Linked DNA regions of Hordeum vulgare: all the other regions are linked to region 3. The links are chromatin contacts, called in public Hi-C maps. All regions are on one chromosome and are shown on one strand. The core of a region is the stretch at or near the end of the contact, and the rest is flanking DNA. Distances in the headings are between cores, read along the strand shown. Region 1 holds the start of LOC123442900 (NAC domain-containing protein 75). Region 2 holds the start of LOC123442903 (ATP-dependent 6-phosphofructokinase 6-like). Region 3 holds the start of LOC123442902 (mitochondrial-processing peptidase subunit alpha-like).

Region 1 (3,873 bases), core at 1,334-3,833, 130 kb before region 3:
CCGGCCGGTGAGGCTGCTGTTCCTGGCCGGCATGCTGCTGATGCTCTGATCGCCCAAGATGGTCGGACGGCACCTGGTCACCACCTATACCAACCTGTTCAACACATAGAAATTAGTAATGCTGAAAATGCAACTTTTTATATTTTTTATATTTACATATCTAGAAAAAATCTACATGGCTAGTCCCCTTTATATCTGACCCATTAATTCGTGCCCCCCTTTCAGTTATGCTGTTACATGCGTGTTTGAGCTTTCTGGAAACCTCTTTTTTCTCTTAGGTAGGAGAGAATGGGACGCATCTATCAACTATTGAAAAGAAACTTGCTGGCGGTTCTTGCTTTCACGGTGGGTGTGGATGGTTTCTAGCTAGCGTTGCTTGCAGTGTGAGTAAAATGATGTGAGGCTCGAACTAATTAAAAGGACCGGCGACCCTCTCCCATGCTGTGTGATGTGCATATTCATATGCATGTAGCCAAGCTCAGCTTTTGCTCTACATTGGCGAGTCCATCGATCCTACACGTTAGGATTAGGTCAGCTACCCGATCGAACAACAGCCCATCCATGCAAACGCACGCCATCGACAGGCAACTAACCGAACAGAAACCATCGATCTTGTATATCCGTAACTCGAACGGTAGCAGCATGCATGCGTCCGTGCATGGGAATGGGAATGGTCGGGCCGAGCAAACTGTACTTTCGCGTGATCTGCATGATGTGCTCCTGGACCTACCGGCAGCGTTACCTATGTCGAGATAGTATAGATCTAAACAAACCGAGGACATGTCGAGATGCAGAGACGAGAGAATGTTTAGTTACCTCCTCGAAGCTCTTCCTGAAAGGCGCGAAGCTGAAATGGTCGCCGGAGTGTTTCAAGTGCTGCATCTCGACGGCGGCCGCCATGGCATACCCGGCCGGGTATGACGTCGCCGACAACGCCTCGTGGTCCCTCGATGAGGAGCTGCCACTGCCGCTGTCCCTCCTGCGCTGCTCCTGCACCGTCACTGCCGCGGCGGCTGCAATGGCTACGGCGCCACCGGCACCACCACGGTCTGAGGAGGCGGACCAGCTGCACTGCCTGGGCTGCGTCTGGTAGAAGATCTTGCAGACGACGAGCTCCCCTTCCTTCTCTTCCTCGAGGTCTCCGAGGTGGTACTGGTGCATCACCCAGTTGGTCTTCTCGGGTTTGCGGTGCTTGCCGAAGTTGGTGTAGAGCACCAGGATCTTCTTGCAGCCCTTCTGCCGGCCGTTGGCCATCACCGGTCGGGTTTTGCCGGTCTTGTGCCACCTCGTCTCCCCCTTATGCACATCGCACTCCGTCTGTATCTTGCGCCGCTTCCTTGTGCCCGTCGTGTACGCCTTGGAAGGGCGGTGGAAGAAATGCTTGCTTAGGCCATCCATTGTCACGCCTGCTTGAGAGATGACCAGATGTAAGAATTAACAGTCAGTGTGAGCACGTACAAGTGTGTGGGTGGGTGGCCAGTGTTCTCTTGGCAGATGCAACAAACCTCTGGAAAAGAGAAGGCATGTAAAAGGTAGGAAAGAAACCTATTTGGAAACTTCAGAAGCATCTTACCATCATGACATAGAGAGGAGAGAGAGATGAGAGACGAGGCACAACTTTCCATAAACAATAATAATTCTCTTTGCATATACCCAAGAGCACATGTAGAGAACACCAGGAGTAGAGGGGGCGCTAGAGCACATCAAGAACAACGAGGGAATATATGCCATATCCCAAATCGAACCACAACCCTCACAATTCATGACGAAATACATAACCCCAACATATGATATACCGATCTCCCCATGGAAAGCAAAACTAAAGTTTGCAAAAAGCAACGAATATACATACATACATGTGTAGTCTGTTCATGGGTACCATAGTTAGCTAGCTAGCCATCTCGAACAGTGTCTCACCTGGAAGTTTCTCAGGATGGGTGTAGCATATGCCGTCCTCGCCGTCTATGGTGGGTATAAACTCATCGATGAGAGGGTGAGATCTCGAGCCTTCTTCCCTCACCTTGGCCTCGAGGTGCTCGATCAGCTCCTGGTCCGTCGGATCGAACTTGACGCCAGCCGGTAGCCCCAACCAATCCTTCTTGCAGTTGACACCGGTTAATTCCATCAAAACTATATGCGGAATTGCACCATTCAAAGAACCCTAATGTGCACCCAGTGGCTAGCACCACCGAGGTGCAAGAAAGAAAAAATTAAGAAGAAATTGGCATATGCATACCGGTTTGCAGTCGAGCTTGTGGCGGCAGTTGGGGCAGTGCCTGGCGGTGGAGATCCGGTGTTCCTCGAGCTTGGCGTCGATGAGCTCCGAGCTGCTGATGTGACCCCTGTTCATGTCTCCTGGTTCACGCGCGGCCGCCGGAGACGGTGTCCATGCATGCGCCCGCTGCAAGGGACCAAGGCGAGCAGAATTCAGAACGCGAGAGGCCATACCGCTGAGATCGAAAATACGGCGAGAAGCTGAGGCCGGTGAGCGAACCGAAGGGAGGCGGGTAGAGTTGGAGGGAGTAGGGGAGCGAGGAAGGAAGGAGAGAGCAGACGAGTGAGGGGGAGGGGGCGTAGATATAAAAAAATCGAGGCAGGCAGCCTGCCGCTTTCACCAGTTTAATACTGTAGGAGAGAGGGCAGAATTTCCTTGGCCGCTTTAACTCTAGCCACACCCAGCCCCTTGAGGAAAAGTTAAAGGGCCCCGCTCCTTAGCTTCTCTCTCTTTTCCTCTTTCACCCAAGCACAACGTAGTACGCAGCACACACACGCTGACTGATTAATCTGCTGGTTGTAAGATTAATTATCACTAGATTTAGAACAACTTTAATCGGACAATTCATTTCCTCCATCAGAGTTCGTTTGGGTCGTCACAGATAAAAGTGAAAGACCCATTTTTAAAACGCGTATGTTCCCCTTCTGCATGGATCCATTTCACGTTTAAATTTGAGGCTGAAATGAATTGGCACAGACGCGAAGCTGATGCGGCCCACGCTCTCTCTTGTTCGCGTCCGTCCACACGTGGCGCTCGGTCGGCATCTTCATTACCGACAATTGTCCATCACAGGCCCACATGCGAGCGACCCCACGCGTTTTTTTAATCCGAACTTGTCGGGAGGATCAACCTCATCCTCTTTATTAATGACAAACCCTAGCCACCACCATGGGTTCCTCCTCCGGCTCGAAGGCTCGAACTCTGGCAAAGACAAGGGCAAGTCCTACGTCGTCCCTGTCTGCGCGCTCCCCTCTCCAGCGTCTTCCCATCCGCTGCGGTAGCGGATCAGCGTACGAGTGCACCAGGCGAGGTGGCACTAGGAGCGCCGTATCGCCCTTCCCTATCCTGATGTCACGTTGTCACACGTCTGGCATTTGGATCCTTAGAGGATCCCAGTGCCAGAGGTGCCGCGGTCAGCGTGGGCGCATGCGGAGGAGCTGAGGAGCCACCGACATCAGCTGTCCACAGAGCAGCGGCGCAACGCCGTGTACGCCGCAGACTCCCTCGAATGGGATGCCTAGTTTGCGTGGGAGAACGAGGAGCAGCGCAGGCGTGGCATCTGCGACGTGGTGGTTGGACCATCGTCGCCTCTCATCGTGCGTGAAGAGGACTAGGAGGCGGAGGCCGCATGCCAGAATGCGCTGATGGCTGTCCTACGTGCAAGCGAGGAGGAAGCACACCTCAAGGAGGAGGAGGAGGAGGAGGTGGCTTACCAGGCGAAGATGGCGGAGGTTATGGCGCTCTCCGCTGTCGGCGACTGCGTCGTGCCGCCGTTGGCCCCATCGTCACCCGTCAATGCCGAGTCAGGGCCGCTGACCCTCAAGCCCGAGCAGTATGTCTGGGATTGGGTGGTACGCGAGTGGGTCAGCGCGTGCCAC
Region 2 (3,981 bases), core at 192-2,691, 260 kb after region 3:
TGTCCTCAATTCCATCACTTTGCTTTGAATTATCTTTACCACTTGCACGTACTTCATCATACCAATACATTTGATTTTAATAATCTTCATCGCCTCTAGGTACTTAATCATCTCAATAACTTTGTTGTGTGGTTTCATTATCAATAATATCCTCAACAAAAATGTCCACTACACCTCCATCTCTTACATACAAGAGCATAGACTTCATAGAATTTCCTGAAACCAATGCCATCAATTCATCACACAATTTTTTCCAGGGCATAAGCAATACACCATCATGATTGCTTCTCTCTCAGCAACACAATCATGCACTTTCAGATTTGCAATCAGACATACTAAGCTCAAACCGCGAAGCTCTACATGAGAAAATTTCTCTCCGCCCCCAAAGTATTCCAAATACTCACACACAGGACACGGTTGAAATGAAACCACACAATCAAGAGATCTAGTGGGGATACATTCAATCTAAAGTGGAGACAAAAAAAATTGTTACTACTCTAACTGAAAGTAAAATCTAAACAATCAAATTTTTAATAACGTACCATAAAATTGGTTTAAATGGTACGCAATTGATGGAAATCACTTGCTCTTCTTCACCAACGGACTTCCACCTTACTTATGAGCTCTCCACCACCACCAATCACCGGCGACACAAAATATACCTTAAATATTATGGTTTTCGAGGAGGATTGGGGACAGCTGATGCGAGTGAATAAGGATGGGAAGAGCAGGGTAGAAGAACTTGCTAAGCGCTAAAGTGGTAAGGCGCGTCACCACCATTCGTGGGTATGTGGCGACGAAATATGTCGATGTCGTCGGGAAGGAGGGTTGCTTTGGTGGGGTGGATCGGGGTGGGGCTCAGGGGACAAGCAGCGGCAATGCAACGACGTTGGTCGCCGCTTACCGGCGATGGTCGAAGTCAATTGCGGCAGGCATGGTAGCAGTGAGGACATGTCTCTGAGGAAGAGTAGGGGTAGCGAGTGAGACACAAAAGGGCGATCCAACTTTTTATAGTCCTCCAAACCTTATGCTAAGTTGGCATATGCCTAGTCGACATTCACTGCTGCCAAAAAAACGCTTGATCAATGGAAAACCGAGATCAGGGTTGAGTTTTGAATCTTATGGTAATTTGAGGTTGTATTTCAACTGATTTCAATGGTCAAAATCATAAATTAAATTGATTTGTTAGTTGAGGGATGGAATATGAACTTTTCTCTGAAAACTAAACTCAATTCAAGCAAAGTGGGCGATGTTTTTTCACTCAAATAAATACCAGGACGACCTAAAAAGAGAAATGCACCCTACACGCCGCATCAGTGCCCCGTGATAGAGGACATCCAATCGGACACTGACAAGACGACCCCCGGCGACATTTCTTCTCGCGCAAGGCCAGCACGAAATGGCACGCCCGTAAATAGGCCGAAACCCGGATGCCCCTCGCGGGAACCCCGCGAAGTTTCCCACCTCCCATCCCCTCTTCTCCCCTCGTGCGGCCGTCAAACCCCGTCGCCGCCGTCAAACCCAGCCTGCTAACGGCGGCGCGGACGGCGCTAATCCGAATATATAATCCCCCGCCCCCGCGGCTCTCCTCCCCACACACCAAGAGCAAGAGCGAGAGGATCACTCCCAGAATCACCGGCTAAGCTTAAGCTCCCTCGTGATCTCAAAACCACCTCTTTTTCCCCCCACTTTCCACCTCGTGCTCACCGACGGGGTCCCTCCCTGCCATGGAGGCCGTCGGCGTCGCCCCCGCCCCCGCGGCGGTGGCGGTGGCGGAGCAGAAGATGAAGCTTCTCGAGCCGAGGAAGGAGCCCCTCGCCTCCGCCGCCGCCGCCGCCAAGGCGCCGTGCAAGTGGGCGATGAAGAAGAAGCTCGTGGGCGGCGACGCCGGCTACGTGCTCGAGGACGTGCCCCACCTCACCGACTACATGCCCGAGCTCCCGGTGCGTGCCTGAGCCCCCGTGCTCCTCCTGCCGTCCCCCGCTTCTCGATCGGCCGCCTCAGTCCGGTTGATTTCCCGTCGCGGCCTCGCGGGGATCATCAGCTCGGAGCTGCCCAAGTTCTTCTGCTTTCCCGGGGCCCCTTTTTGGCGCCCTTCCGTGGATTCTCGCATCTTTTTGTCACGCATTTTTTTTTTGCCGATTCTAGTTTGGATTCGAGCAGAAACTGATCGACATGCAGCTCAGCTGCTCCAGTAATTTTGGAGCACGGGGAAATCAGTCGACCGATCGATCGATCCCCGGAAGAAACTGAAATTTCAGTTTCTGTGTGCGATTTGTCTGCAGATTACAGTTACAGAATCCTTGAATTGAATCGATTGCTCACCTACTGTTACCGTTGATGATCTGCAGACGTACCCGAATCCACTCCAGGACAACCCTGCCTACTCGGTCGTCAAGTAAGAATTCCCCTCCTCTCTTTGCCCTGCGCAGCTCAGTTTCCCGAAGCTGACCGCCTGACCTTTCTTCCTGCTCCAACCACGTGTTGTCCATCCCAGGCAGTACTTCGTCAACACGGACGACACCGTCACGCAAAAGGTGAGAAATTTTCCGTGAATTATATGCTTTTGGGCGAGCAGAATACGAGGTAATCTGCTGAGGCTGACTTTGTGGATGGATTGCAGATTGTTGTTCGCAAGACCAGTGCGAGAGGCACACACTTCCGGCGCGCCGGGCCGCGGCAGAGGGTCTACTTCCAGCCCGATGAGGTGAACGCCGCCATCGTCACCTGCGGCGGCCTCTGCCCCGGGCTCAACACGGTCATCCGCGAGCTCGTCTGCGGGCTGTACGACATGTACGGTGTCACCAGCGTCGTTGGCATAGAGGTGAGGACTTCTGGAGTTGCTGCTCTTGTTTGTTTTGCATGTGTAAATTACAATGCTCCGGCTAGTATTTTAGGATTAGCATAGTGCTTTGTTATGATGCTAACGATGCTCGGCTGGTTAATTACAGTGGCTGATTTTGACTTCTTAGAAATGTGTGATTTAGAACATACTGCCTGAGAATACAATATTGATGGTGACACCAATAACATTTTTAGCTGTCACCTAGTAACAATGATGCTGCAATGTTGATAAGCCTGAAACTGCTTACAAATGTGTACTTTGGAACAAACTGCCTGAGAATACAATACTGATGGTGACATTAATAAGCATTTTTTGCTTGCACTTCACGACATGGTGTTGTCATTTGTCAAGTCTGTTTTTGTTTTTAACACAACTCTGGATGTGCAATACTGCAGGGTGGATACAAGGGCTTCTACTCTCGAAACACCGTTACATTGACACCCAAGTCAGTGAATGACATCCACAAGAGAGGGGGGACCATTCTTGGAACTTCAAGGGGAGGACATGACACTGCCAAAATTGTGGATAGTCTTCAGGACCGTGGCATTAACCAGGTCTACATTATTGGAGGTGATGGTACCCAGCAAGGCGCTTCCGTAATATATGAGGTAACAACGATTGCTACTGCAGGAAGGCCCCAATCAGATGCACAATGCCATGTCTCATATACAAGTGTTTAAACTTAATTTCAGGAAGTACGTAGACGGGGCCTCAAATGTGCAGTGGTTGGTGTCCCAAAGACCATAGATAATGATATCGCGGTACTTGCCCTCTTTCCATCGCTCCTGCATTTGTGTCAAGACTGATTGTTCTCCACATCTGGTTGTGATTTTGATGTTGAATTGTCCACAGGTGATTGACAAATCTTTTGGATTTGACACTGCTGTCGAGGAGGCTCAAAGAGCTATCAACGCTGCTCATGTTGAAGCTGAAAGTGCAGAGAATGGCATTGGTGTTGTGAAGTTAATGGGCCGCAACAGCGGTATGTCTCTTCCCTTGTTACAAACTTGCAGTCACATCTTCAAGCAACACCTACTCCTGCATATTCTTAAGGAAAGTGGTTTTAAGTAAATAATAATCAGTTATAAATTCTATTGATGCAGGGTTCATCGCAATGTATGCTACTCTAGCTAGTC
Region 3 (3,642 bases), core at 924-3,423:
TCCAGTTCGTAGCAGATATTCCTTTTAGCATATTACCCAGTTCTCTCTACAATAATGGGAGATTCCAAGCAAGAGATAATTTGAGAGATAAAAACAAATACACCCTGGCAGATCACCAAGCCCTTGGCACCAAATAAGCAAATGCTTCGGCACAATTGCAAACATCCCTAGCGACAATAAGATATGACTGACGATGCTGAAGTTCCAAAAATGACCAAGCACACTCACACACCAACCCTACGCATGCAAGGGCATTTTGTATGAATATCTGGTCGTGCCAACTCTTTGACCTGTACAGTTTTATCCAAACTGCTCAAGAATATTTTGTTACACTTAACTGCTCAAGAATATTTTGTTACACTTAACTGCTCAAGATGTGTAGACCCTTCTAGTGAAAACAGGGGGAATATGGCATGTATGCCCAAAGAACTCAATAGCAACCACTCAAAGGACATGATGTTTTTGCACCCCCAGCTCAGCTCGGGTGAACAGTAAATTCGAAAAATATTGTAAAAATATTCAAAAAAATCTGTTTTTTTAGAAAACTTTGACAAATGTTCTAAGTGTCCAGAAATTTCATCATGAAATCACATTTGTGGGAGTAGTGGCAAAATAAAATTGAAATTTTGAAAATGCTACTTTCAAAGCATTTTGGATCGCTAATTTTGTTTTTCTTGCCACGACTTCAAAAAATGTGATTTCGTGCTGAAATTTTGCAAGGTACTAAAACATTTGTCAAAGTATGCTGTAAAAAAAAATCTGACTTTTTGGAACATTTTTAAAATATTTTACGAATTACTGTTCATCCGAGCTCAAAATGAGCTCGGGTGTAGAAGTGCACTTTCCCCCACTCAAACCTCAACTTCCAACAGTGACACAAATGGAAATGCATTTTGATACACATGTTTGGCTCAAATGCTCACCAACAAATGGCACACAGTGGTGTCATTTTCAGGAAGTAATACACACACAACCATTCTAACAGGGGAAATTTGCTAATTCCAGATGCAAGAGAACAAGTTGTGACAAAGTTGTCTTTACATACAATCATCGTCGGTACACAAATTGTATTGACATTGCACTTCTAGCAACAATACTATCCGGAGGTGCAACAGGCCTTTACTATATATAATTATGAACGAAGCTAACTAGGAGTTCCGGCTAACTAGCAGCTTGTTCCAGCTATTCCCTACCGGTTACCGGATTTTCTTTGGGAAAAAAGGGGCATTCCAAACAATTTAATTGAGAGATAAAAACAAATGCACTCTCGCAGATAACCAAATCCTTGGCATCAATCAAATAAGAAAATGGTTCGGCACAATTGCTTGCATCCCTAGCGCCAGCCGATATGATAAATATGATCTGATAAAATCGAAGAGCAATAACTGCTGAAGAAAATACGATCGACCCTAATGAAGCCCCGCAATGACCAAGCACCTTCACACACCAACCCTGCGCTACGCACGGCAAACACATTTGAGATAAAGAGCCCAACAAATTCAGAGAATCTGGTAGCTAAATGCCTAAACCTGCTGCTTCATCAAGCAGGTGGACGACGGACCTACGATTCATACGCTAGTCACGCCATGCAATCTCCACATCACGAAACAACTTTGCCAGACACAATTGCAATTTGGAGATGCAACAAAAGCAGCAAGGTAACAAACGTGACAAGTCAAAAAACACATACCAGCATCCTGAGGATACGAAGTACAGTGCCTAACTGGCATTTGATCAAACAGATCACCTGCTCGGCGCCAACCACGACGGCGGCCGCCACTGGAAGCTCCAAGCTCCTCGCCGGAGCGATGCAATCTACTCTTCCAATGGCACGCAATCGAGGGCTCGAGGCCAATCGCGTCGCCGATCATACCACATCCATCACCCCGCGCGTCGACGTGTGCTGACCATGCCCCCGCTGACACCGCCGGAGACCCAGAGCACGTGGCGGCGGTGATCGCTTTGCCCGTCTCGATGAGCGCGGTTTTTTTTTAGAGATAGCTGTTTTTAGGTGATTTTCTTTTCTTTAGCAAAGCGCAGCCCAAAGCTTCAAGCCGGCCCGGCCCAACAGTACTAAAGGGCAACAAATGGGCCCAATCTCCACCGAAATAGCCCGGCCAGGGCCGGCCCGTTAACGAATTCCCGATGTCACCCACTTCTATATGCGCAACCAGTCTCTCACGAATTGTCGCCTTCCACTTGTCTCACGGTCTCCGTCCCCATCTCCCCCCTCCGCCGCATCCGCCGCGCCGCCGGCGACGACCCCGTCGACAGATCTTCACAGGCACCCTCCACCATGTACCGAGCCGCCTCCGGCCTCGGCGCCCTCAAGGTCAGCCGTCCCCCTCCCGAAACCCTAACCTCCCGTCCCCTCCGATTCGCTAGATCTAGTGGCTCCGTAGCACCCATCACGCCGCGATGCGTCCGATCCGAATGGACACAGCTCATGGTCGCGTCGCGATTGGTACCGGACTAGCATCCGTGGTTCGGGGTCACGCGGATTTGATGCGTGAGCGTGTAGTGGAGCCATTCTGGGCGCCGCAAGTAGGAATCGCTGTCGGAATGTTTGCACTGGTATATTGAATTGGGAAAGCATGGATTTCAGGTGCGAAGACGAGTGTGTGGCGAGTTTGTTATGTTGCGCATGCTAGTGTAAATATCATGGGAAGGGTCATCTCTGCGGTTGTTTGCACGTTAGTTGGTTTATTATTGGTGGGATGATTTGGTTCCGATATGACCTAGTGAAATTACATGATTCATGGCATTAATGATGTTGCTTTGTTTTGTCCTTTGTCCTTTGCAAATGCATGCTTTGGGTCCAGTACCATTCTAGTTGTGTTCTATTTCACTACTTCTTGTTATGATTCATGATGTGCGTACTCAAGTGTATGATTCGGAACAGCTTTATTCAAAGTTGGAATAGCTTGTTAAATTCCCTCTATGCAATCTGTTTCATTTCTTGTTATAAATATTGTGTTGACATAGACAAAAGAGAAATGGTGCTCTGGAACCATCAATATTTACTTTGAACGGTCATGATATGTTTGCCTGTAGCATGTGCTTGATTTCTGATGTCAGTGTAAGCATTGTTGGGCTTACAGACCGATGGTTGTTTTAGTCATAGGCAGAGCTAGCCTTGGATGTAGATATACCTTGTGCGGAGGCAGAATATGTCATTATCAATATTTCTTGTAATGAATGTTGTGTTGACATAGACAAAGAGAAATGATGCTCTGGAATCATCAATATTTACTTTGAATGGTCATGATGTGTTTGCCTGTAGCATGTGCTTGATTTTTTTGTCAGTGTGAGTATTGTTGGGCTTACTGACCGATGATCGTTTTAGCCTTAGGGAGAGCCATAGCCTTGGATGTAGATATACGTTGTGCGGAGGCAGAATATTTCATCATCGAGACAGCTTGATTTTGTTGGGCTTTTAATTGAAGTTGTTCATATTGGTTAGATCAGCTTTACCTGCATAATCATAATATCAATTGTTTACCACTTGCAGCGGCATGGGGCGGATACCCAAATGTTGGATATTGCGGTTAGGTCTGCTAGCACAAGTGTTGCACAGAGGTCATCAGGCGGCTTCTTGGGCTGGCTGACAGGTGCACGTTCAAATGCACTACCCCCTCCAGA

Evidence for each region. A called contact is a pair of places that touch in the nucleus more often than the background predicts.
Region 1: a Hi-C map of seedling shows a contact between it and region 3, with 3 times the contacts expected there. The contact joins the promoter of LOC123442900 here to the promoter of LOC123442902 in region 3. A contact is called at or near these places in 2 of 6 Hi-C or Micro-C datasets (leaf and seedling).
Region 2: a contact with region 3 is called in a Hi-C map of leaf, with 7 times the contacts expected there. The contact joins the promoter of LOC123442903 here to the promoter of LOC123442902 in region 3. A contact is called at or near these places in 3 of 6 Hi-C or Micro-C datasets (leaf and seedling) and 1 of 1 datasets of contacts at active chromatin or transcription factors (embryo).

Annotation. Positions count from the first base shown.
Region 1 is chr3H:45,749,294-45,753,166 of MorexV3_pseudomolecules_assembly, forward strand. It overlaps LOC123442900 (NAC domain-containing protein 75), which reads right to left and starts at 2,584. Exons shown (of 7, transcript XM_045119081.1): 1 at 2,495-2,584; 2 at 2,237-2,401; 3 at 1,918-2,095; 4 at 817-1,406; 5 at 1-94. The coding sequence starts at 2,350.
Region 2 is chr3H:46,133,928-46,137,908 of MorexV3_pseudomolecules_assembly, forward strand. LOC123442903 (ATP-dependent 6-phosphofructokinase 6-like) reads left to right here and starts at 1,442. Exons shown (of 11, transcript XM_045119083.1): 1 at 1,442-1,943; 2 at 2,352-2,398; 3 at 2,498-2,537; 4 at 2,624-2,824; 5 at 3,241-3,453; 6 at 3,538-3,606; 7 at 3,698-3,827; 8 at 3,949-3,981. The coding sequence starts at 1,728.
Region 3 is chr3H:45,877,998-45,881,639 of MorexV3_pseudomolecules_assembly, forward strand. LOC123442902 (mitochondrial-processing peptidase subunit alpha-like) reads left to right here and starts at 2,174. Exons shown (of 13, transcript XM_045119082.1): 1 at 2,174-2,332; 2 at 3,512-3,642. The coding sequence starts at 2,297.